2 separate regions of the Mus musculus genome follow, and region 1 is linked to region 2. The links are chromatin contacts, called in public promoter capture Hi-C maps. All regions are on one chromosome and are shown on one strand. The core of a region is the stretch at or near the end of the contact, and the rest is flanking DNA. Distances in the headings are between cores, read along the strand shown. Region 1 overlaps Gm34636 (a long non-coding RNA gene). Region 2 overlaps Cpn1 (carboxypeptidase N, polypeptide 1).

The links. Capture Hi-C pulls out chosen DNA fragments and counts their contacts.
Region 1: a contact with region 2 is called in a promoter capture Hi-C map of adipose tissue. The contact joins two enhancer-like sites. A contact is called at or near these places in 1 of 115 datasets of contacts at active chromatin or transcription factors (pancreatic cancer cells) and 1 of 9 other capture datasets (adipose tissue).

What each region holds. Positions count from the first base shown.
Region 1 is chr19:43,563,040-43,565,829 of GRCm38.p6, reverse strand. The region is part of intron 1 of Gm34636 (a long non-coding RNA gene); the gene reads left to right. Among named protein-coding and RNA genes, the nearest start is that of Gm34636, 4.6 kb to the left of the region's middle. Within about 2 kb of position 1,394, at least 13 of the 459 cell types and tissues checked have an H3K27ac peak or open chromatin away from gene starts, as enhancers often do. A contact at or near this core is called in adipose tissue, where this site is marked.
Region 2 is chr19:43,964,296-43,967,559 of GRCm38.p6, reverse strand. Cpn1 (carboxypeptidase N, polypeptide 1) reads left to right here. Exons shown (of 9, transcript NM_030703.2): 6 at 1,246-1,385. Among named protein-coding and RNA genes, the nearest start is that of Cpn1, 21 kb to the left of the region's middle. Within about 2 kb of position 1,924, at least 60 of the 459 cell types and tissues checked have an H3K27ac peak or open chromatin away from gene starts, as enhancers often do. A contact at or near this core is called in adipose tissue, where this site is marked.

The DNA.
Region 1 (2,790 bases), core at 145-2,644, 400 kb after region 2:
CCCACACTAGCCAGCAGTGTTGCTGTGAGAACGACACAGCATGATGCGAGCAACACACTCCACAGTGAGCCTGATAACTTGCTGGGTACCGGAATCATCGGCATCATTCTCAATGTTGCTATGGAGAACTTCCTGTGCAAGGGAGGAAGGGAGGTAGGAGGCCTGGGGCATCATCCGTGAAGGCCTTCTTGAGAAGAGGGAAGCTGAGTTAGGCTTTGAACTATGGGGCACTTTCAAGTAATGGGCTATGCAGGGAGTCTGGGGTGGAAATGGTTAGGGAGCAGATGGGCTACTTCAAAGAAAAGAAGGTCTTGTTTTCAAAGACGGTAGAAGAGAGATTCTGGTATCTGAGCCAATCCAGGTCAACTCCATCACCTCTGGGAGTGGCTTTGCACACCAACATTGTCATTGGCTAGCTCGCCGAGTGACTACATGGACAGCTAGGACTGGGAACCATCATCCTAGAAGTAAGCATGGTGGTCAATGGTTTGTGTGTTTGTTTTTGAGGTATGGTGAATGTATAGTAAGACTGTTGTCATGGGGGGAAAAAAAATCTGAGTTTATGGATTCAAAAACCAGAGACTTCAAAACACTCTCATTTTTGTTGCAGAACCCAAGGTGCAAAGAGATTAATTAACTTTGTATCTTAAATAAGACATTCAGTGAACCCCCAACTTTTATTTAACTCTTAAGTGCTGTCAACAGTATAGACCCATTGGTTTTATGTTTTCTGTTGCTCTTAACACAACAGCAGCCGACTAGGGAAGACACATACTAATTACTAGAAGTTTCTTTTGGCTCATGGTTCTGGTCAAAGGTCATGGGGCTGCATCTGGTGATAGCCTTGCTGATGGCAACCTGGTGACGCACGGTATCACACGACAAGGGACAGAGAGCATGTGCGTGCGTGTATTCTGGTTTCTTCCTGTTCTTTTACAGCCACGGTATTAAATCAAGGGGCTCCACCCTGGTGACCTTATCTTACCCCCATCACCTCCCAAAGACTTCATCTGATTGAGTGCCCCACAAGAGAGATTAAACTCCAGTGTGAGTCTTGGGGTAGACAAACCACACTGAAAGCATAGCATCTCTTTCTTTTGGTCTCATCCCTACCCACGCCCACGCCCCTGCCCCTGCACCCTTGCCCCCCCTTCCCTTGAGATTCACTGCTTTAGCACAGTCCTCCCAAAGGCTCTTGGTTCAGATGTGGAACGCTACATTCAGATCCATTTAAAGGCACTTAGATGGCTGTAGACCGCATTTGCAGAGGCAAACTGTTTAAGGGTTCTATGACTTTTTGAACCTGGGAAGAAGGGTAAGAGAGCACACACCCTGTGTTTTGAGGTGCTCCGGGTACCAGTGCTCTGACTTGGTACAACACACCCTCCTCTCTGTTTACAAAGTGGCTTCGAAGTCTGGACTGTGGCGGTGAGTTCTGCCAGAGCTGGTGGGGACACAGCATTTGTGGGAATTCTGTGACTCACGAGGCGAAAGGTCAGGCCACTTTTCATTGACAGCCTTCTTGCTGCCCCAGGGTTTATCTCTGGGGATCTTGACTGGTTTCCAGGGCCCCCGCTTCACCTCCATTGTTATCTGGAAACACAGGAACAGCAAATTTGTCGTGCCAGACCGGGTTAGACATTAGACCCCATGCCCCACGCCCTTCCCCCATGAGGAAAATCCTACATTCTTCCGAAGTAATTCTTTGCAAGAGGATTCTTAAAGCACAGACTTGCTCACTCTCCTCCTGTATGTATACCTCTGTGTTGTATTTATTGTCCCTTCTTTATCTTCCCTCTGATGTGACGAAAACCACCCCAAATACTGGAGTACACTCTGCACCTGGGAGACATGCCTGAAATCCCTGGAGATACCTGCTGTTGGCTCTTATACACATCAAAGACACACACATGTAAACTCTGAGTCCATGACCGACTCCAGTCCATAGTCATGATAAAAACTGCTTCAAGTTACACATGTGTTGCTCACATCTCAGCTCCCATTAGCCTACCTGGAGGTTTGAACTTGACTCATTCACGCCAATCAGAACCAGCATCTGTACCCACAAGCCACCCTTAGGTCCCCAAGAAACACATGGAGACAGGGAGAGAAGGCGGGGTGGCTAGAGAATGGACCCCGTTCCTTTCTTTTGTTCTAAAGTGAGACAACCAAGATCTTTTGCACTAAGTTGGTGTGCTAAGTTCTAGAACATTCTTACAACAGACACTGATTGGGCTCCAGGGCCAAGAACAGCGAACTTCCACCCAGCAATGTTTGCTGGGTTCCTCCAGCTGTCTCCCTGGCAGTTCTCGCTAAATGCAAACGATTAGCATTTCCTGTTAAAACATTTCTAATAAATAAATGAATACATCATCTTCCCAAACCAAAGCAGGTCTGCAAGCAGCTTACAAGCTACTTATTCGGAGCTAAGGATGGACTTGGACCACCCAGCACCAGCCCACTGGCCTGGGGCCAAGGCTGCTTTTGTTTGAATTCCTGTATGAGTAACCGCTCAGTCTGACGCCAGCCAAACTCAGTGAAATATTATTTTTAATATTAAATAAATAGATGGTGGGGTGTGTTGATCTTTTTTTTTTCCTTTCAAAATTGCAGTCTCATAATCCAGAAGTCAGCTCTTGTATCCAGGGCCCTGCAGATAGAAGAGGAAAGGCTGACATTTTCTTTGACCTTCCTCATGGAATACTTATCCCCCAAAGTCCCAGTTGGCGATAACAGGATCCTATTTAGAATAGCCGGGACTCTGAATCTGAATGGTGACAAAGCTTGTGA
Region 2 (3,264 bases), core at 675-3,174:
AGCCAACCTCCTCACCCCCCAGATTGGAAGCATCAGAGACGCTTTTTCTTTTCTTTTCTTTTCTTCTCTTTTCTTCTCTTCTCTTTTCTTTTCTTTTCTTTCCTTTTCTTTTCTTTTCTTTTCTTTTCTTTTCTTTTCTTTTCTTTTCTTTTCCTTTCCTTTCCTTTCCTTTCCTTTCCTTTCCTTTTCTTTTCTTTCTTTCTTTCTTTCTTTCTTTCTTTCTTTCTTTCTTTCTTTCAAGATGTCTTTATTTTTTATTTATATGAGTACACTGCAGCTGTCCTCAGACACACACTAGAAGAAGGCATGGGATCCCATTACAGATGGTTGTGAGCCACCATGTGGTTGCTGGGATTTGAACTCAGGACCTCTGGCAGAGCAGTCAGTGCTCTTAACCGCTGAGCTGTCTCTCCAGCCCCAGATAATTGCTTTTTCTTTTTTTTTCTTTTTTCTTTTTTTCCCCCGAGACAGGGTTTCTCTGTATAGCCCTGGCTGTCCTGAAACTCACTTTGTAGACCAGGCTGGCCTTAAACTCAGAAATCCGCCTGCCTCTGCCTCCCGAGTGCTTGGATTAAAGGCATGTGCCACTATACTTTTTCAAATCATTCTCTCTCTCTCTCTCTCTCTCTCTCTCTCTCTCTCTCTCTCTCTCTCTCCCTCCCTCCCTCCCTCCCTCCCTCTCTCCCTCCCCACCCTCCCTATCCTCTCAGAAAGCATGGCCCGTGCCTCCTCAGAGAATCTCCACCCTAAACCAAATCAACACAATCCCAAGATTAACAATAGTTAATTAGGTCAATTCTAGTGGTTGTCTCAGCAATGAGGTCTCTGACCACAGTAACCTGGGAAGTTGTCCAACACAGAAACTTGGGGCCCTTGCCCTGTGCCCTGTGCCTCCTGAGTTAAACCCTGAGTTAAGGCCCAGTGATCTGTGTTAAGCTGCATGGCTCACCTTCTAGGGGCTTTAGTACCTGGGAGGAAACCAGTTGTTTAGTTATGGTTGCTGGTCTCTGTGTTTATTTTAAGACAGAGCCTCGCTATGTAGCCTAGGCAGACCTGGAACTTGCTATGTAGACCAGGCTAACCTTCAGCCTGAGACTCAGGAACAGCTCTGTGGAGAGTAAGTTAGCAGATGTCAAGAGGTAGGAGAGAAGCTGATAAAGATGTGGTGGAGAAACTGTGACTAACGAGAAAGGTGGCAATGGTGGGTCCCTCGACACAAAGATCTGCCGCTGTCTCTTTCCCTAGGAATGCAAGACTTCAATTATCTCCACACTAACTGCTTTGAGATCACGCTCGAGCTGAGTTGCGACAAGTTTCCCCGGCAAGAGGAGCTGCAGAGGGAGTGGCTGGGTAACCGGGAAGCCTTAATCCAGTTCTTGGAACAGGTAAGATCCTTCCGTTTGACTCTTCTGGTTGCAAGAGAGGTCTTCCAATGGCAGCTGGGGTTGCCACAGGCTCAGGCTGTCCCCAGAGCTGACTCCACTCAACCAGCCCTCTACTCCTGCGGTTGGTTTTCCTTCAATGTCCTAGAGCATAGCTGTCTGTCCAAAACTTTACTGTAAGCTGGGGACTCTGGGTAAACAAGCCTATATCCCTGTCTCTATGGAACTGATGTTCTAACCGGGGCAGACAGTAAGCAAAATACGGAAGTAAATTCTGTGCCTCATTAAAAAGAGAAGTGCTGTGAAGAAAGTCTCCCGGAGAAAGCCACTCTCAAATGGGGTCTGAGGAGCCTGAGGATCGGAGGGGCTCAGACAAGCCAGGTTATCTAGAACAGGGGTGGGCCCTCCAGAATAGGTCCAACTAAAACAAGCCAAGTCCACATCTGAAAGGTGCCCGGCAGCAGCAACCACAGCCAGCTGCCGCCTCAAGTGCACCGCAACGGCTGCTGTGAGAAACACATGACAAGGCTTGGAGGAGGGGGAGAAACTGGACTCTTTTAGGCACTGTGAGCAGAAAGTGATGTTGCTTCTAAGCCAAGCAGTGTGACAGAGCTTCCGGAAAATTAAAAATGGGGCTGAAGTTTAGCTCAGTGGTAAAGCTCTTGCTTAGCACACGAGGGACCCAAAATTGTGTTTCCAGACCCACAAAAGCAACCACAATTAGAATAAAATTGTTATATTATTCAGCATGGTTAAATCTCAAAGAAGTGAAGACAGGCAGAGAGAGAGAGAGAGAAAGGGCCTTCAAAACCAGGTAAGCGCTGACACACACCTTAGCACGACTGGATCTGGATTATGCAATAAGCAATAAGCCAGTCGTATGGCAGTAAGCCGTGCCTCTGTTTAGATAGAGTTTATACAGTCGCACAGACAGAATGCAGAATGGTGTCTGGGGCTGGAAGAGCAGGAGGTGGGGTAGAGAATGAGAGGGATGGAGACTTTCATCTTAAGGAGAGCAGTTTCAGTGTCAGATGAAGAGAGTTCTAAAAGTGAGTTGTTGTGCTAGGCACATATTACAAATGTGCGTGATAAACTGGGCTGTACAATTCACAGAGTGAACATTTTACCACAATTTACTTCAAATTTTCTCTCTCTCTCTCTCTCTCTCTCTCTCTCTCTTGTGTATTCATGCCATGATGTTTGTGTGGAAATCAGAAAGCAAGTTGTGGAAGGTAGTCTGTTCTCTTCTTCCAGCATTTTGGGTACCAAGTTCAAACTCAGTCAGGCTTAGCAGCAAATGCCTTTAACCACTGAGCCATCTCAGTAGATCACAATCTAAGGTTTCTCTCTCTCTCTCTCTCTTTCTTTAAAGATTTTATTTATTTACTTATTTATTTATTTATTTAATGTGAATATACTGTCTCTGTCTTCAGACACACCAGAAGAGGGCATCGGATCCCTTACAGATGGTTGTGAGCCACCATGTTGTTGCTGGGAATTGAATTCAGGACCTCTGGCAGAGCAGTCAGTGCTCTTAACCGCTAAAGTTTCTAAGTTTCTTTTCGTTTCATTTCGTTTCGTTTCGTTTCGTTTCGTTTCCTTTCCTTTCCTTTCCTTTCTTTTCTTTTCTTTTTAAGATTTTATTTATTACTATATGTAAGTACACTGTAGCTGTCTTCAGACATTCCAGAAGAGGGCATCAGATCTCATTACAGATGGTTGTGAGCCACCATGTGGTTGCTGGGATTTGAACTCAGGATCTTTGGAAGAGCAGTCAGTGCTCTTACCCACTAAACCATCTCACCAGCACCCCCCCCCCTTAAATTTCCTTAATTGTAACAAAATTCAAGGTTAGACCAGCAGGAGCTGGAGAGATGGCTTG